Linked DNA regions of Zea mays: all the other regions are linked to region 4. Evidence: chromatin contacts called from public Hi-C data. All regions are on one chromosome and are shown on one strand. Each heading gives the region's core, a stretch centred on a gene start, on an enhancer-like site or on the middle of the called end of the contact. The rest is flanking DNA. Distances are from core to core; before and after follow the strand shown. Region 1 holds the start of LOC100274086. Region 2 overlaps LOC100286129. Region 3 holds the start of LOC100280766 (Grx_C8 - glutaredoxin subgroup III). Region 4 holds the start of LOC100283602 (major ampullate spidroin 2-2).

The links. Hi-C and Micro-C count contacts between places; a contact is called where the count stands out from the background.
Region 1: a Hi-C map of leaf shows a contact between it and region 4, with 7 times the contacts expected there. The contact joins the promoter of LOC100274086 here to the promoter of LOC100283602 in region 4. A contact is called at or near these places in 13 of 25 Hi-C or Micro-C datasets (bundle sheath, ear, endosperm and 4 more) and 1 of 3 datasets of contacts at active chromatin or transcription factors (leaf).
Region 2: a Hi-C map of endosperm shows a contact between it and region 4, with 2.1 times the contacts expected there. The contact joins the enhancer-like site here to the promoter of LOC100283602 in region 4. A contact is called at or near these places in 5 of 25 Hi-C or Micro-C datasets (bundle sheath, ear, endosperm and 2 more).
Region 3: a Hi-C map of ear shows a contact between it and region 4, with 2.3 times the contacts expected there. The contact joins the promoter of LOC100280766 here to the promoter of LOC100283602 in region 4. A contact is called at or near these places in 2 of 25 Hi-C or Micro-C datasets (ear and tassel).

The regions. Positions count from the first base shown.
Region 1 is chr5:168,897,214-168,902,135 of Zm-B73-REFERENCE-NAM-5.0, reverse strand. It overlaps LOC100274086, which reads left to right and starts at 2,511. Exons shown (of 15, transcript NM_001148465.1): 1 at 2,511-2,550; 2 at 3,082-3,147; 3 at 3,422-3,701; 4 at 3,778-3,877; 5 at 4,681-4,922. The coding sequence starts at 3,102.
Region 2 is chr5:168,976,343-168,980,985 of Zm-B73-REFERENCE-NAM-5.0, reverse strand. LOC100286129 reads left to right here. Exons shown (of 9, transcript NM_001159017.2): 7 at 3,480-3,603; 8 at 3,774-3,935; 9 at 4,038-4,455. The coding sequence ends at 4,201. Among protein-coding and RNA genes, the nearest start is that of LOC100286129, 7.7 kb to the left of the region's middle. Within about 2 kb of position 2,880, at least 1 of the 20 cell types and tissues checked has an H3K27ac peak or open chromatin away from gene starts, as enhancers often do. A contact at or near this core is called in endosperm, where this site is marked.
Region 3 is chr5:168,289,683-168,294,313 of Zm-B73-REFERENCE-NAM-5.0, reverse strand. It overlaps LOC100280766 (Grx_C8 - glutaredoxin subgroup III), which reads left to right and starts at 2,586. Exons shown (of 1, transcript NM_001153687.1): 1 at 2,586-3,570. The coding sequence starts at 2,770. The coding sequence ends at 3,162.
Region 4 is chr5:168,604,460-168,609,174 of Zm-B73-REFERENCE-NAM-5.0, reverse strand. LOC100283602 (major ampullate spidroin 2-2) reads right to left here and starts at 2,958. Exons shown (of 2, transcript NM_001156503.2): 1 at 2,620-2,958; 2 at 261-1,141. The coding sequence starts at 2,817. The coding sequence ends at 590.

The DNA of each region.
Region 1 (4,922 bases), core at 1,262-3,761, 290 kb before region 4:
GGTCCTAGACCTCTCAGGGGGTCCAGATTGCAAACATGGGGGTCCGGGACCCACCCATGGGGGTCCAGACCCATTGGTGAAGTCCCTGAGCATATCGATTCCCTGGACATGTGGTAGCACCGGACCTGCCCATAAGGCGGGGACAGGCGCCGTTCTAGAATCAGAGTGGTCGGTCGAGGCAGGTAGCTCCTAGAGTGTTGCCTAAGATGCCCTCGGGTGAATCGGAAATGCGTCTCTCGCCCGAGGATGGCCTCGGGCAAGTCGCGACTGCGTCTCCTGCCTAGGGAATGCCTCGGGCAAGTCGTGACTGTGTCTTCCGCCTGTGGTTGGCGTCGGGCGAGTCGCGACTGTGTCTCCCGCCTGAGGTTGGCCTCGGGCGAGTCGTGACTGCGTCTGCTGCCCGGGGTCGGCCTCGAGCGAGTCGTGACTATGTCTCACGCCCGAGGTTGGCCTCGGGCGAGTGCGACTGTGTCTCCTGCTCGATGTTGGCCTCGGGCGAGTCATGACTGTGTCTTCTGCCTATTGGCCTCGAGCGAGTCGTGTCTTCGTCTTCCACTCGAGGTTGGCCTTGGGCGAACCATCACGGTGTCTCCCGAACGAGGTTGGCCTCGGGCGAGTCGTGACTTGGGTCCCTCGCTCGGGGTAGGCCTTGGGCAAGTTGTGACATGGGTCGAGCTGCTCAGTTCCTTAGCACACGATTAGAGATAACCATGTGGGTAATGTGTTTTGATATAGTAGTAAGGGATACCCCAGTTTCAGGGTACTGACACAAAGTATATAAGAAGTGAAAGTAAGTAAATTAAGAAGGGACAAGACACACGATTTATCCCGTGGTTTGGCGAAGCCTCAAATGCTCCCTAATTCACGCTGGAGGTGGCCAACCAACACAAAGTCTTTTTAGTAGAGTAGAATTTGAGGTCTCGAAGAAGATGTTAGATAATGTGTGGTCTTGAAGAATCGCGTGTTAGATAATGTGTGGTATCGAAGACTTAGTTCCAAGGATGCCCCAACGTAATTTGAGGTGGTGCCAAGCCCCTCCCTGGACGGGGCTAGGGGAGGTCCTCAAGTCAGGGGGCCTAGGAGCAGTGGTCCCTCCATTGTAGGCCCAGAGCCAGTCTCTTGAGTCAGGATCCCTGAGCGCATCTTGGTGATAGTCGGGGGTATGGCCATCCCTAGGTGATGACAGATATAGTTCCGAAGGATAAGAAGTAAACCTAGACTAAAGGAAAAATGATGATATAGATAATCAACACCTCAAACAAGACACTATAAGACATATTGAAGACATACAAGAACATGCTTTGTCCAAGACATAAGAAGGAAGGAGCCCAGATGAAGACACATGAAGAAACAAAGAAAGAACATGGTGCTTGGTAGCACCAGATGTGTTTGGTAATGCACCGAATATAGCACCAAATATGAGAGCATTGTGTCAAAGGAGGGATACTGTAACTGGGTATAACGAACATGTAGGTGCACACCAAATCCCACTCACTGTCATTTTCTGTGGGGTGCTGGATAGGGTACTTAGAGAGGAGTGCAACATGTTGGGGAGGTTCATAAGGCACTAAACATGTCTGGTGAAGCATCAAATACCCCACATCGGACAAGATACTTAGAGAGGTTGCATCGTATATTAGAGAGGGCCATAGGAGACGAGCAGTCTCATCTTCTCACTGATGATGGGAGCCATTAGCAATTTTGCACTATCATTTGTGGGCTTCGCTAGTATGCCATCGGTTCACAAATCATAGACACAGAAGGTCCCACCAGTCATAGACACGGGATGATATAATAACAGAAAGTCAAAACTGAGAGTGGAAAAATAGCAACTCCTGATGATGGACGAGAGAAAGACCATTAAAAAATACTTGCTCCACATTGACAAGGGCTCCATACATTATAGAGATTAGTCGTTGAGTAAGTCTATGAACGTTTCATAGTTGGTTTCAAAGAAACTGAATCGAAATAGAGAGTGAAAACTATGAATAAAGAAGACTTGTGAATTGAAGACGAAAGTGTGTGAATGAATATAATTATCCTCTGTTTATAGAATACATTCAGTTTTCTTTAGATTTCTACGTCAGAGTAATAATGGCTCACACCCATCGCGTCGGTCTTTACCAATACCGACCGGGCTCACCCCACTACCATCGACACAGCCGCATCAACCGATCGGCAGGGCAGCCAACCGGCCGGGCCAATCACTCGCAGCTGCAGTGGCTGGCGGTCTGGCACCGATCGCCGGGAGTGACACGGCAGCGATCATACCGACCGCGGGCAACAGCCAGCTCCTCCCGTCCTCGGTCCACGCCACGGTCCTTCATCTCCAAAGTCAAACTGGTCGAAGAAGAAGAGCCGTTTATGGCATCCTTCCGTTACCAGCTGCGGCCATCGTGCGCGCCTCTCACCATTTGGGCCCCCGCGCACTCCGCCCCGCGACGAGCGCGCCACCACCCCCGCCTCTATTTCTTTAGCATCGCCGCCCCCAAGCCATTTCTCTCCAGCATCGCCGCCCCCCCTCTCCGCCTCAAGGCTCTCCTCTCGGAGGTACGTGCGCGCCCCTCAGTTCCGATCTAGCCGTTCTATGGGGAATCACGAGCGTTTCTGTTGGTACATTGGCCTCACTCAAGGCCGCTTGCGTGTTCTTCCTTCTCGTGCTCTGTTCTATGCACACGTTCTAGGTTTTGATCCCATCATTGCTAATCGTCAGGTATCGACAGATTATCTCCTCGATGCGAGGGAGAAAACACACTACTTATCTAGTCTCAACTGCACACAAAGAGAAAGAGCCACCCTAAAAAATCAATGCTTTTGATCCTACCACTTGGCATTGAATCAGATTATATCTGGTGCATTATCACCACACTGAAATATTAAACGCATTATTCTTCAAAATTGATCATCTGTGCCAACATAGCATTTGATCGATGCAACGGCGATGATGTTTTTAAGTTTTTATTCAGACTTATTCAAGTAGTGTAAGTGAATTGTCCACTTTTTCCATCAGCATAACCTCTCCGATTAGCCTGGTAGGTGCATGGAATGGAACTCAATACGACCTCTTCTTTCTTTTATCAGGTCTGATAGGCAACCCAATAATGGCAGAAGTCCTATCAGGATCTCATGAACACCGTCTAAGCTCTGGTGAGTATGCATATAATTAAATGACATGACCATTCTCTTGCTGACTGAGATGGATAATATATTGCAACAGTACTTTCTTTCTTTCTTTGCCCTCATAAAAAAACTTGTGATATTCCTGTAATGTCTGATTTTTTTATTGAAACGTTGCACTTATGGCAACACATTTTTGTTTTCCCCAATAATCATGGACAATTTAGCATAATCCATGCAAGTCAAATTCAGTCCCCGAAATTAAACTTCACAGAATTGACTTATCTAGAAATGATATCTGCAGCCTTAGATGGACACTACGACGAGAAGAGGAAATCCAATGTGGAATACACAGAGGACGAGAAGAAAGCCGTGATCGCGGCTCTGAAAAAGAAGGCTTTGAGCGCCTCACAGAAGTTTAGGCATTCCATGAAGAGGGGGAGGAAGAGCAGCAAGGTGATGTCCATCTCGATTCTGGATGAGCGTGAACCTGAGGAGGTGCAGGCTGTGGATGCCTTCCGCCAGCTTCTTGTACTTGAAGAGCTGCTACCATCGCAGCATGATGACTACCACATGATGCTAAGGTATGTGATATAGTAAAGGATTGTATGATTGCATTTTCATGTGTGGTAGCATTGCTGAAAGTTTGGGATCATGAAGATTTCTCAAGGCAAGAAAGTTTGATATCGAGAAGGCAAAGCAAATGTGGTCTGATATGCTGAAGTGGAGAAAGGAGTTCGGTGCAGATACCATTCTCGAGGTAACTATAATCAGATCGAGTATTTGTAATCATATATTACTTTCTAAAACGTCTTAGATAAAATATATATTTGTTTAACTTTAAATTTTGGAAAATTGGATAAATAAGGAAAATTTTAGTTATATATCTTTATTTAGATCCAATTGATGTGTACGAGATCTATTGGATACTCTATTTTTTTATTTTTGCAACTTTGAATATGACATAATTTAGTCAGCTTATATAAACTATCTGTTTTTTATGCAAGTAATCCCAGTTATATGTATGTGCCAAACATACTGAAACGTGTACATGCCCAACGTGGATGCAACTCTACATACAGAGAACATTACGCGGCCATTTTAGATCTTCAATATATATACGTGACAACCAATTATTTTTATTAGAAGGCCCTCTGAATTATCTAACACGGTATTAAATACACACACACACACACATTATATAAGGCGTTAGTGTGTAACATAATTTAGATTACCAAAGTTCACACAAATTGATTAACATGTTAGCCATTAATATTATCCGTGGATATAACTTATTTCTTAATTGAGTATATATTATGTATCTAACCATTATAAGACAAAAATACCAAAACAAATTAAAATATATAAAATAATTTCATCCATATATAAATAGATTAAAGTATTTTCTCAAGGGTATTCAATTGAATACCATTATTTTTACCAAAAAAGTTTATACATACAGTATACATATACACAAAAAAGAGAAGCAATCTTAGGAATTATTTACAGGCTATTAGTTCATAAACTTTTGTAACCTTTTCCTTTTCTCTAATGCAATCTTAGGAATTCGAATTCGAAGAAGCTGATAAGGTGGCAGAATGCTACCCTCAAGGTTACCATGGGGTTGATAAGGAAGGCAGGCCTGTCTACTTTGAACGGCTTGGACAGATCGATGTGAATAGGCTAATGCAGGTCACTACAATGGATCGCTTTGTCAAGAACCATGTCAAGGAGTTCGAGAAGAACTTTGCTGTTAAGTTCCCAGCTTGCTCAATCGCCGCGAAGCACCATATTGACCAGAGCAC
Region 2 (4,643 bases), core at 1,631-4,130, 370 kb before region 4:
TTTTTAGTTAAAGTCCAATTCCAAGAAATTGATCTTTAATTCCAGCTCTGAATTCATTAGACAACCAAATAGTAGAATTCAGAAATCCTGATTCCAATTCCCAATTCTAGTCTTGAATATCTACATCCAAACGGGGTATTAGGCATTTGTATATTTGCTTTCTCATTGCTTAACAATGATGTCTGTACAATGTCTAAAAGCAAAACTAAAAAAACTCGGCCGTGGAAGATGTCATGGACATAATAGGGAGCGAGAGGCAACAGCCAGGCTGGGATAAGGCTAGAGAATAAGATTGAGATGAGCTGGGATAAGGTTAGAGAATAAGATTGAAATGAGAGAATTGTGGAGAGTTTGTTAGCATCAGATAAGTCCAAGAAAGTAGGAGTTAGTTGAGAGTTTGTAGGAGAAGTTGGTTAGCCATAGGGCTATTTATAAGCCGCATGGCAGCAGAGAATAAATCAAGCAAGATCATTAACAAACCAATCTCTCTCCCTTGCAATGACCCTCTCAAGCGCCTAGGGCTGCTACCCTAGAACCAAGCCTGCGGCAGAGGGGTATAACCTCGCCGGAGAAGACAGCTATCCCCATGGACCGAAGGTCCATGACACCTGGTATCAGCTCTAGGTTATCCTCACCACCACCAGCCGCCCATCCCTCACCTAGTATCAGCTCCAGGTTATCCTCACCACCACTAGCCGCCCATCCCTCACCACCACCAGCCGCCGCGCCATCTGCCGCCGCAACGCCCTCCCACCCGCCCTCTCCAACTCTAGATGCATTCACTCGGCTCGAAGAGAAGTGGGATCAATTCGTTGTGATGTTCCACCGCTACAAGGAGAAGACAGAGAAGGAACTCCAAGCAGCGGTGCGGCTTCAGGCGGCAGCGCGAGGGTTCCTGGCACGCCGCCAGGTACAGTTCCTTCGTGGGGAGAAGCACCTTGTTGTGGCCTCCAGGGCCACCCCATGGCCGTCATCACATGAGCAGGCCGTGGTGCGCCTGCAAGCCGCAGTGCGCGGCTTCCTTGTTAGGCGGGCGGTGCGGAAGCTGCACTTGCTGATCAGCTCATCGCTGCACCTGCACCAACTCGCAGCCTGCGCGCCCAACCACCAGGTCTCGTCTATACTTTTTGAACCCCCTGCAGAAGTTGAGATCTGGGTATGCAGCCCCCCTGCACGGCCAAAGAGGGTCGTCTCCTTCATTCGGGCAACTGCCTTGGTGCTGGACAGACCCAACATAAGAACGGGCTGGTTCCTCCACCTTTCATCCAACGTGAAGTCCGCAGTTCAGCTCTTTCCTTGGGATCCAGGAGGACAGGAGGACATAGCTGCAGTTCAAATTTATATTTTAGTTCCACAATTATTTTGTATTTTCGTCTTAAATAATAAAGGTAAGCCGAGATGTAAAAGACTTAACCTTAAGTCGTGTCAGGTAAGTCTATGGCAGCTCGAGGACGAGTTGGTCCTCAAGGGAGGGGGAGATGTCATGGACATAATAGGGAGCGAGAGGCAACAACCAGGCTGGGATAAGGCTAGAGAATAAGATTGAGATGAGCTGGGATAAGGTTAGAGAATAAGATTGAAATGAGAGAATTGTGGAGAGTTTGTTAGCATCAGATAAGTCCAAGAAAGTAGGAGTTAGTTGAGAGTTTGTAGGAGAAGTTGGTTAGCCATAGGGCTATTTATAAGCCGCATGGCAGCAGAGAATAAATCAAGCAAGATCATTAACAAACCAATCTCTCTCCCTTGCAATGACCCTCTCAAGCGCCTAGGGCTGCTACCCTAGAACCAAGCCTGCGGCAGAGGGGTATAACCTCGCCGGAGAAGACAGCTATCCCCATGGACCGAAGGTCTATGACAGAAGGAAAGACCGCCCTCCCGGTATAATACAAAGAAGAGACCGAAACAATGGCCCGGCTGTGAAAAATCCCCGAAACCTGCCCTCCATCACTAACGGGCCGATGTCGACCGTCCACTCTGCAATGGCCTAACTGGAGGGTGGCACACAGGACATCGTAGCCCGAGAGCGGATGGGGTACAACGGGGGGATTTTTTTAAACCAAGCCGGAAAATTTGCCCCCGAGGGGAATCGAACCCGGGACTTGGAGGCGCTACTTGGAAAACTTATTCCTTATATTGCTTGGTTGTCTTATATTTGTTGGTTCTTTCCCAAAAGTAGCATGGCAACTGCAACTAGGAATGCAAGCAGCGCAGGCCAAACCTGCTAACCTACTGGGCTACTGTGCCTCAAGCCCTCGTAGACCTGTGCCACGAGCCTGTAAAACAGGAGCGGCTCGACGCCCATCGTCCACTTGGCCCAATGGTGTCGCGGGAATGCGCAGGGCTAAAGGAGCGTGCTATTGCGATCTACGAAGGCAGAAAGGAGGAGGAAAACCGAGGAGCTGCCAATCTGCCCCTAGACGCTGAACACACAATCCTCCTTCAAGCGTGCGGGCCTCCCCTGCCTCAGTGTGCGCTCCCTCCTGTCATCCTCCATAGCAGCGGTGGCCGCGGGGTTGATGTTCTTGTTGGAGGCGTCATCTGCGCTGCCATCCTCATGTGCGCTCCGGAACACGAATGCAGCCGTGGAGCCTAATTGTTGAGAAGGACCGTGTTCTCGTCTCGACTTTCATCTGCAAGAATTTTTCACCTCTGGACATTCATAGTACGGCACCACATCCATCGTTGGATGGCCTTGGCCGGCTCGTCGTTATCCATGGCTACGACACAGGTGGAGCAGGATGGCGGTTGTGGCGTTGCCAAACCCAAGGCTACTAGGCAGGCTGATCTCCTGGACAGCCAGAACAAAATGAGGCTCGGGCTACCTGCTCTGCACGGACCAGAACCAAGACCTTCATGCACATGAGCATCCACACAAGGGGTAGGAGGCCACTTCGTTGGCCATGGGTGGGTTGCGTTTGCAGTCAGCGGCAAGGGGGACACGAGTGAAGTTGCATCAGCAATGCGGCGCTGTGCAGGCTGCCACATAAACCTGCAGAAACATTCGGTGCTGCTTGAGCTTCTGCATGTGTCTGAAAAAGCTCTCGAAGCTCATGCGGACGTGGGGAGGGCTGACCGCTGCCACCCCACTTGCATCATTGACTGCAACTGGATCGAATGGGAAGAATCCCATTGGGGGATGGTGAAGCCTTTTACAACTGGTTTTGACAGCTAGTCAATTTTTAAAGAGGCACGTGGAACCTAGTATATGTCTAGCAAGGATGCACGCAGAATCATCAGGCATAATATAACTCGCAACTCTAATTCACAATGCTTATCACCTACAAATTGATTACCTAATTGGTTAATTTGGACCAAGCCATTTCTGAAAATTTAGATGCAATTGGAATCCAAATACAGTATGAGTAGATCATTCAATTATACAAGAGCCATTGAGTTTTCATGGTTTGCTTTCCATGTTGCTTATGTAGTTGTGTGTGGCATGTTCTGGCTCCTTTTCACATGTTTCCTCTGTTTTGTAGGAAGAAAGTGAGAGAGTGAAGGCGGAAGTTGCTGCTGCTGTTCAGGCATCAGCTATGCGATTTGAGTATACAAATTCCTCTCAAAGTCACAACGATGTCATGTTCTCTCTGGATGACTTTGAAGGTAAATTTACTGAACTTCGGATGGTGTCCCTGCTTGTTCTTGATATCCTTAATATCACAGTTTTCTGATTGCATTTGTCTGTTGCCCATTTTCTCATCTGCTTTATTACGCACATCTGAGATTTGGTTCATTCTTGTTGGTGCTGATTTTGATGTCTCTTTGCACTGAAGCCCTGGGAAACAACGCTGGGCCGTCCACCAGTCCACCAGCGAGTGAAAGGAAGCTTTTCTCTGATGTAACACGCTTGGGTTTTGCATCTGCTCAAGACTCACCTCCCTTAAGACTCGGAACTGGGGATGCAAATGGCCAAAGTGAAACCTCGAGAGACCAAGGTACGTGATACCTGGTCTGTTTAGGAGTTTGGACACTTGCAGTGTATTAAAACCTGATTTCCATTGAACTCCTGGCGGTAACGATATATTTGTGTTATGCAGGGCCGTTAGCGACACCCGCATTATCATTTGCCAGCATCATATCTTCCAGTAGAGCCGTGACTGCAGCTGACAACTCGGAGATGCAGAAAGCAAATGGCGCTGGGAAGAAGGGTAAGAAAGCAACTAGAGTGCTTTTGTCGACTGGTGGTGGCCGTCGATACTGAAGGACTATAGATGCATTGGAACGAACAGTTTGGTTGTTTCCATATAATGCCGTAGCTCAATGCAATGTGCATAGTACATAACCTGGCTGGGATACGCTTGTAAGTTGTAACACTGAGCGGCAGTCGTGTGTGTTTTGCCTTTCTTGTGGGTGTGCTTGCGTTGTGCCCACATCCTGTCCCTTGCATGATCTGGAAACGAGCGCAGAGAAGCGTGTACCATAACTAATAAAGGTGGCGCAACACTTTAGTTGTGGAACGCCGCTAGTCTGCCCGGAGTGTCAAAATCTCCAAAAATGTGTACTTTTGATCATTGAACATAGTTCATCAGGGTTCAAAGATTGTCTGACTCGCTCCATAGATCGACGTGTCATGTTAATCGTTTGTTGATCGACAAGTGGGCCTCACATGAGTGGCGGGCGACTTTGGGCGGGCCACCGGTGCA
Region 3 (4,631 bases), core at 1,337-3,836, 310 kb after region 4:
GATGCACTAAAAATCCAAAACCCGACAATTTTGGTATCAATATAATCGGTTCGGTGTTCGATTTTCATGGCTTGTTCCATTGGGGCACCTACTCGTGATGCTTGTGCCGCTGGTCGTGGCCTAGTGTGCGGTCGAACCGCAACGACAGGATGCGGCAGCAGCCGACAGCTGGCGGCCAGCGGCGCAAGAGTGGGAGGCGGATCGACAGGGTCGGACGGAGCCTGCGGCACGAGAGCAGGAGACGGATCGACGATGTCGAGGTGGGTGGGGCAGGTCATGGTGGTCGTTGGCCACTGGTGGCTCTCATGCTTGGCGGTGGTGGATTGGGGAATTGAAGGGAATAGGGTTAGGAGGTTTCCCTATATTTATACTGCAAGTGGATTATGGGTCGTGTGCCGTTGCGTTTGCCCGAGAAGTTTCTTGGCTTGCGCTTGGCAGCTCGGTTATATGGTATTTCGAGTTGATGGCAACTGATGATCGAAACCAGAACCGGGGACTGAAAAATCTAGTGTTAGAAACCAAAACCGGAACCGAAAAACGAAAAAAATCAGGACTTCGGTTTGGTTCGGCTCTCGGTTTGGTTTTCGATGGTAACCTACCTAGTCCTAATTGGATCAATAGGATCACTTTCATTGAATGACATAAATTTTCTTGAGTTACAAAGTATTTTTTGAAAAGATATACCATTTTTATCAGGTCCACGGACCCGACAAGCCCCTCTGGTCTAGATCCACCCCTGTCTCTAGTCACCATATTCTTAAGATATCTCCAGCAGATCCTCTATTTTTATCTCATATCACATTTTTTATTTTAAATTTCACTATGCAAATAGTGTCTATAGTTTTGTGTCTCCTATTTTACACTATCAATCGTAGACAGTCTTATATCTATCCCTTCTTTGTGTAGATTCAAATCCAACTCGCTGTAACCGGCGGAGGACGGATGATGCACATGGAGGAGGCGCCAGCGTGGTGGTCGAGGGCAGCGTTGATGAGGGAAGGCCTGTATGTTCGACATCGTCATTTATATTTTACAGTTTGGTACTCAAATGCAACATCTGAAGTTCTGAGCCATTGTAATAAGTCATAACACATCGTCATTTAAAAAAAAGAAGCGTCAGTATTTGTTGTTTATGTCATTTTGAGAATTTTTTTGACTTGAAATGACTCGTCAAAGATAGGCTGGAGACTCGTTGAAGTGCAGTGGAGTCGAAGGAAAAGCCGGTCTTTGCATGGCTTTCCACTTGCTCTCGCCATCAAATCTTCCAACAATTCTTCAGGAATGCCTTCGCTTTGCAGTGATAAAGACAGGCTAGCTGTGCCACGGAAAAGTGGCATCCGCAAAGGCGAGGGGGGACAAAGGGACATCTACGTGATGTAATACACTTGCAGTGTTCCGGCAATGGCATGAAAAGCCTAGCGTTCGATTCATCCAGTTGCCTGTCTCCATGCAGCACGACATAATGGGATTGGCGGAACAGTGCTGTTGGACAAATCTTTGCAGATGCTGGGAATAGTTTTTTTAAAAAATTTCCGACGTGGATTATCAAACCATCTAAAAAAAAGAACTCAATTCCGAGACAATAAAGCCTATGGAACAAAGGAAAATTTCTTGAATGCTGCGTTTTTTCTGTGTTTTTGAACTAATTCCTATAAAATTCCTATATCATTATCATGAAATTCCTGTATTCTAAAGGAGACTTTTTGCATCTGTACATACGTGCATGGAGTATAATTTGACATTTTCACAACGATTTCCATTGTAATTTGTCACAAAATATACATATTCATCTGAGTCTGATGAAGTTGGTCGAGCATATAACAAATTTGTAGCTTAGGGAAGTAAGAATATGTGCATGTCATCTGCTCCAAAAAGGAATAAAATCCTAGTTCAACGCACAATGGCTCCATAGGAGGAACCTCACACGTTTCCGCTGAAGCTGAGAGGGTGTTTGGGAACGATGTTTTTTCACAATTTTAGAAAAATACTGTAGTATTTTCAAATACTACATTATTATATTATATATAGAATGGTGTTTTTCAAAATTGAAGTATTACAAGTGATATAGTTATTTTAAAGGTATTCTAAACTTAGATTTAGAACTTAATTTTTAAAACTGTAATATTTTAAACTGTGCTATCGTCATTACTAAAATACACAGCAGTATTTCAAAAATTATTGTTATCAAAAACTTTGTTCCAAACAGGGCATGAGATGTTTCACTTCTTTCCAAGCTAGGACGACTCCATGTTCTCTATTTGCATGTCCCAACATCCAACATAAACTAATTATTACGGCCAAACCGAAGATCATTACTTCTCGGTGACTGGTGGTCACTACAACTAACTACAGTATCAAGTTACTGCTCCTGCTAGTCTGAGATCATCACATCATCAGACATCGGACAATAAAATAAGCACTAGTGGCAAACAAGAAAGAGAGGAAATTTGGCATTCGCTTAGGACCCCCAAAAGACCTCATTGGCTTGGAAGTGCTTACCCTTCCTTCCCTGCCTCCCCTAAATTACCAAACCACCCCCTCCTTTCCTCTATATATATGCATCTTTCACATCCTGCTAGCTCATCACTCACCAAGACTCCAAGCACTCACCTCCTCAGCTCATTGCCAGCCTTTGGTTCCTTCCAGCTAGCAACCGGACGGCCAGCAAGCCAGCAGACTAGTAGCTCTTCTCAGTTCTCACACCTACTGTGTCTGTGTGTGCTCGCCTTTAGCGGCAAGCGACCCACCCCCCTTCGGTAGCGAGCGACAATGCAGTACGCGGCGGCGGAGCAGGCGTGGTACATGCCGGCGACCACGACGATGATGGCGGAGAGCGCGGTGGCGCGCGTGGAGCGGCTGGCGTCGGAGAGCGCGGTGGTGGTGTTCAGCGTGAGCAGCTGCTGCATGTGCCACGCCGTGAAGCGGCTCTTCTGCGGCATGGGCGTGCACCCGACGGTGCACGAGCTGGACCTGGACCCGCGCGGACGAGAGCTGGAGCACGCCCTCGCCCGCCTCATCGGCTACGGCCCCGCCGGCGCGCCCGTCGTCCCCGTCGTCTTCATCGGCGGGAAGCTGGTCGGCGCCATGGACCGGGTCATGGCCGCGCATATCAACGGCTCCCTCGTCCCACTTCTCAAGGAGGCCGGCGCGCTCTGGCTCTGAACTGTAGGCAGGCCGCGCGCCATTGCTGGTGACTCGTGTGCCAACAGGCTACGCAGCTTCTTCCGTTGTCTAAGTTAGTTCCTTGTTGCTGTAGAACCTGATGTCACTTGCTGCAAGCTAATCAAACTACGTACTAAGCTACGGTGATAGGAGGATACATCCATGGACAGGGCCGGATGGTGGTAGATCAGTGATGCATCGGATTGGGCTTAATGTGTGTGAGTAGTGTGTGCAAGAGAGAAGAGAGGCTGGTACCGTGTGTGTGCTTTTTTCTCACTACCTACTGCCTCCGTCGGTGTTTGTGTGTGCGTGCATGTGGTGTTTGACGCATGCGCTGGATTTGCTTTGCTTGGGGTGCTACACTGTTACCACCACTGTTGTTTAATTTGATATCCTTTAATTTTAATACCTTGTTTCCTCTCACTTTTATGGGTGTATGTCTTTGCCTACTGATGTCTGTCTGTCTCTTGGTTCTGGATATTGTGATTGGATGGCTGAGACTTATGCAATTTGTGATTTACTCATCTCTTAACCTGTTGTTGGCCACTAGTAATTAAACTATATATTTTGATTATTTATTTACATTCTTTATCGTATTTTATGAAATATATTTTTTGTAGTATGTTTATTTAAAGATATAAATACTATCAATGGTTTATATAAATCTAGACAAATTGAAAAGAGTTTGACTAGCACAAAAAATTATACGCCACTTAAAAAGTGATGGAGAGGGTATGTCAGAACTCATCAATTGTGTCAAATGACGTGCGACAAGTATTTTGTCAGGAATATTTTCTTCACTACTATAGTATATAGTCCCAAGGTAATATGGTACGGTGTATTTTCCAATACATAATACCCATTATCAAAACACCGGTATTATCTGAAAGTTCAATTCATAAATATCACTTGTATAGGTTGACCTAAGACTGTGTCCAAGTCCAATAGATCATGTATATATGATCATGCAAATCACTGTTTTGTATTATCTCTCCGATTGTAAGGGACTGTTTTGGTAGGCTCTCCTTTCCGCTCTCACTTTGGCTCCATTCTAAAAAAAAGGTTTTTATGAACCATAATGTAAGTCGGAGGATTTTGGTGAACTTGCTATGAACAATTATATAGGAGCAAGAGGTGGTTTAAAACGGTTTGTAGAGGGAGTTAGAAAAAACCATTACTTATGTGTCTCTACAAATTATCTTTTTTCTAAAGATGGTTAGGAGCGATAGTATCCAACCAGCCCTAAGAGTATGTTTCTAGATTATTTTAGCTGCCACTATTTCTAAAAACGATCAAAACTTGAACCATCTCTAGGCATACGATTTATATATAGAGGCACCTGGTTTTTCTATCCGTCTCTAAAAATAAAGAACATTTTTTAGATGGTTACAAAAACACCAAATAGGAATTGATTTCTATAGACAATGCAAGTCGTCTTTATTACCATTTGTGTATATTGTTCTTGATGG
Region 4 (4,715 bases), core at 1,709-4,208:
TGGTTCAGAATCAAGGGTTGGAACAAGAGGGTTGGGACATGACTATCCCGGTGTTCCCATTTATCCCTCAAAATTGGAGGAACGGGAGAGGACGCTAGAAAATGTCTCTTTCTTGTCATGACTGTCACACAACACTGTCCCGCAACCAAACAGACCCTAAGTTGAGCCACAAATGCTAATAAGAAAAACAATATAACGGAAACCAAGAAAAAGGGTTAGCCTCTCTCTACCTAGCTGATCCAATTCCACAGGCACAAGGGAAGAAAAAAAAACAGTGACATGCATGGAAAATACAGTAGGGAGAAGGAAGAAAAAAAAAGAAATCAAGGAATGGTTCCTCTCTGCTCCCATACATTGGGCAATTGGCGTACAATGTAGCAGCAATGAATGACCAAAGATCGGGTTTGGGGACCTCTCCCCTCTCTCCTCACCAAAAACTCGTAGTACTCCTAGTTCTTATGGAAGATCTCTAGCCAAGAGCCAAACAGAGGTGGCTTGCATTGCACGCACGACTGCCTGCGCCTCAGGAGACGTCCTCCGATCCCCCTCCTACAATTAGCGGAGCGAGCATATGGCCGCGCCGGCGATCTCAGGCGTAGCCGTTGCGGCTGAGGTGGAGGAGGCCGGAGCTGCCGCACTTGGGGCACACGTCGGCGCGCTTGGGCACCATGAAGTACATGAAGCAGGCGCGGCAGCCGGCCGCCACGAGGACGTGGCCGGCGCCGAGGCGGGCGCCGCCGTTGTCGCCGGAGCCGGACTCGTCGGTGGGCGAGAAGGACGAGAGCGTCGACGAGACCGCCGACCCCCGGCTGCTGCCCGTGCTGCTGGAGCTGCTGCTGCTGGTGGTGGTGCTGCTGCTGCTCTCGGCCTCGTCCTCGTCGTCCGCCTCGCCGTCCTCCTGCTCGTCGTCGTTGTCGTACCCGCTGTCGTTGCTGACGCCCCGCCACGCGCCGGTCACGACGTCCGCCGCGCCCACGGACGACGACACGGAGGTGTACCCCGACGACGGCGTGGACGCGCGCCGGGTGCGCCGAGACGTGGAGGAGCGCGGTGTCGGGGAGGAGACGAAGGCCGACGCCGTGCGCGGGTCCACCGTCGTCCGGGTGCCGTTCTCCCAGTTGATGTAGTACACTTGCCCCGTCTGCACGAAAATTAGCTCAGAGAGAAAAAAAAAACGCAAGACACCAGCTATTAATTAGGTTACTGCGTTAAACAAACAGCTAGCTGTTGGACAACGCTATAGAATCTATTTGCACGTAGACCGTTCCTAATCATCTTTGTTGCGTTCTGTTTGTCTGTTTATACAGTGCATACACTCACACGAACTAGTGGCATTAGAGGTGGGGGTGGGGGTGTGCAGGCACTATGCAGGTATCGGGGAACAGGTTGCAGGAAGGCAGCTGGGGCAGGGCTGGAAAGAAGGAAACTCCACTCCACCATGACCGCACACGCCTTCCGCTTCACCAACAGCATCTCTGCTGTCTGAGATGGATCGGAATCATGGAAAGGAGCTTTCCAGCAAAAAGCCTTGCCCGATGGCAAAACTTTTCGCCTATGATGATGTGTTTGCGTTTCAAAAGAAATTTTAAAAAAAGATGCTCTTTTTGCTTGGGTTCTGTGTGAATTTCTTGCTGGGGTGGAATCAGATGCAAAACAATGCAACTTGGTTCCAGGAGGAGGAAAGTAAACGCGGAGGGGGGAACAGCTTGAGTTGCGTATCACAGGCCTTTTCAGTTAATAATGATGTGCTTCCTTGCTGCAGGATAAGTTGGTGCGTGTCAGATGGAAAAACTCAAAGATCTCTCTGCATCTGCAGTGGGGAACACGCGCTTGAGCAGAGCAGTTGATTAGGCTGGGTGATTATGGCCCAGGACCAACCAGCAACAGGGTGCAGAACCGCTCGCTGTGGTCCAGAAGAAATCCGCGGCGAAATCTCGAGTTCCAGATACAAACAGATTAGTAAAAAGGGACGGATCCGCAGGGATGTGTCAGGATTGAGAACACGGACAGATCTGGACTCGCCTTAATCACTTCCCTGCCGTATGAAATTGGGAGAACGCTAGTAGTATAACAGAACAAGGAGATGGAAAAAGAAATAGTCTTCTGAGCTCGATCGAACCGAGATGAAAGATAGGTTGGTTGTTGTTCTTCGTCTCTCTCTCTCTCTCTCTCTCTCTCTCTCTCTCTCTCTCTCTCTCTCAGAGATTCAGGGAGGTCCTCAAGAAATCCCCGCCAAACAATCCATCGAAAAAACCAACACGGGGAAGGAAGAAGCTGATCTGAACCGGGTCCGGGAGGCGCAAGGCAAGAATCCAAGAGCAAGAGAACAAAAGATGGGGACAGGCGGCGGGAGCGAGTTAATGAAGGGGCGGAAAAAAAATCCTATCCCCATCCGGCCGGTCTGCTCACCACTTTCACCATTAATGAGGGAATGATTGATCCATCCTTTCCAGAAACGCGCCGCCGCCGGCACCCACCAACCTCGGACTCGGAGACAGTTGCCCATTTATGGCCAAATGATTAGGAAACCCGCGCGCGCGCTACCGGCGTCCAGGCGCGAGCCGTGATGGGGAATGAGGGAACCGACCCGTAGGGTACGATATGCAGCAATGGACGTACCCGGATGTCGAGGCACTGCTCCCAGTGGTAGGGCAGTGCCACCTCGGAGTTCAGCTCCACGGTGACGCCGTCGGTGTCGCCGCCGCCCTCGGCGCCGCGGCGCCTGGTGCCTCCCCGGCGCCGCCCGCCAGCGCCGCCGGTGAGGGAGCAGTGGCGCAGCGAGGAGGCGATCATCTCGATGTTGGGCGCAGTAGTCATCAAGAGGCCAGGGGGGATTATGGGGCGCCCCGGGCGGCCAAGTGGGTGGGTGGGTGTGGGTGTCTGTGTGGAGGAAGAAGTGCGTGAGAGGAACGGAGAGACAGGCCGGGGGGAGCGGGGAGGTGGGTGAAGGATTGAAAGGAGGCTGCTGCTTTTCGCTGTGGTGGTGTTGTGGGGGCAGCGCGACGCCGTTGCTGTTGCAGCGACGGAGGCCGAGTGGAGATTGCAGCCGCCCACTGTTATATATAACCACTGTGGATGTAATCCTTGGCTCATTTCTTGATGATGAGGCAGGCATCTTTGGTCGTTTTCTTCTTTTGTTTGCCCCTATACCCTATAGCTTTGTCACGGGTTTTACTTGGACGCTCACGTTGTTATTAAACACAACACCCCAGCTGCCCAGCACTATCGCTCTTAAGGGCCTGTTTAGAGCAAAGAAATTGAAAGGCCTAAAATCTACATATTATTCAATTTTGGGTAGCAAGTGAATTTTATCCTGTTCTCAAACAAGTCATAAAACCATTTTCACTCCGAGTTGTTTAACTAGAAATGTATCACTACAAACAATAGGTTATTTGTGTTGGTCACTTACTTGCTTTTGCTTTTAAACAAACAATAAGTTATGTGTGTATCCGCCTCAAATATTATTCCTTGCAATGTGATAACGTTTACATGCATACCTTCTGCTATACACAAATGAGAGCTTCGAAGGCAAATTAAACAAAGAAGAGTCATTTTCCTTCTCCTTCCTCCACGAAAAAAGGTGTCCCTATGCATAATATTGTTCATCTAATTATAGGGGAGAGATACAACTTCATTATAAAATTACAAGCATGTCCATGAAGCTTGTACATATGATTCACAAATGACACAAGGGTAGTGTTGTCTTCTATGTTTTATCATCTTGGCTACAGAATCTTGTAAACACCTTCCTCCAACCTCGTTCGACTTTTGCCTTCGTCTTCCCGTATCGTTATGATAAAGCTAATGCCTTTGTCTTTTTTCTTGATCTATTCTGAAGGTAACTAGCGCCGAAGCACCTGCAACACCTAGAGATGTGTCGAGAAACAATGGTTATCTGTGTTTTTGAGGACCTTGGAAAGACGAAGGCCCCCAACAGTAACCCCTCGCAGTATTAGTTCGTTTCCTTGTAACGAATTCAGACTGCGAAACGAACAGAGGCCTTATGCCGAATGTCCGAAAAAACACCTTCCTATCATGACCCTATTTGGCACAACTTATTTTCAGCTTATTCACAAATTTAAGCAGAAGTTCTGCCAAACAGGCAGCTTCTACAGCAGCTTATCAGTTCAGCTGCTTCTCAGAATTTTGGGTAGCAAGTGAATTTTAGCCTGTTCTCAAACAAGTCATAAAACCATTTTCACTCTGAATTGTTTAACTAGCAATGTATCCCTAAAACAAGGCAACACAACGTTAAATGGTAGGGATCTTCGTCTTTAAAGTATTATCTCTTCGAGATAATAGCTTCAGAACAAAGATGGAGATAAACACTTCGGAACACCGCAGTGTGAATTAGCACATTGCATGTTCCTCCCTTCATTTAACCTTGATCCGAAGGTTAAATGGACGAAGAAAATGACAAACAAAACACTAGTATATCTTTTAATCATAATGGAAAGTGCGAATTATAAAGGATAAATCTAACTTATCTGTGTATCCACCTCAAATATTATTCCTTACAATGTGATAAACGTTTACATGCATACCTTCGGGTATACACAAATGAGAGCTTCAAAGGCAAATTAAACAAAGAAGAGTCATTTTCCTTCTCCTTCCTCCCGAAAAAGGTGCCCCTATGCATGATATTGTTCATCTATTTACAGGGGAGAGGTACAACTTCATTATGAAATTACAAATATGTCCACAAAGCTTGTACA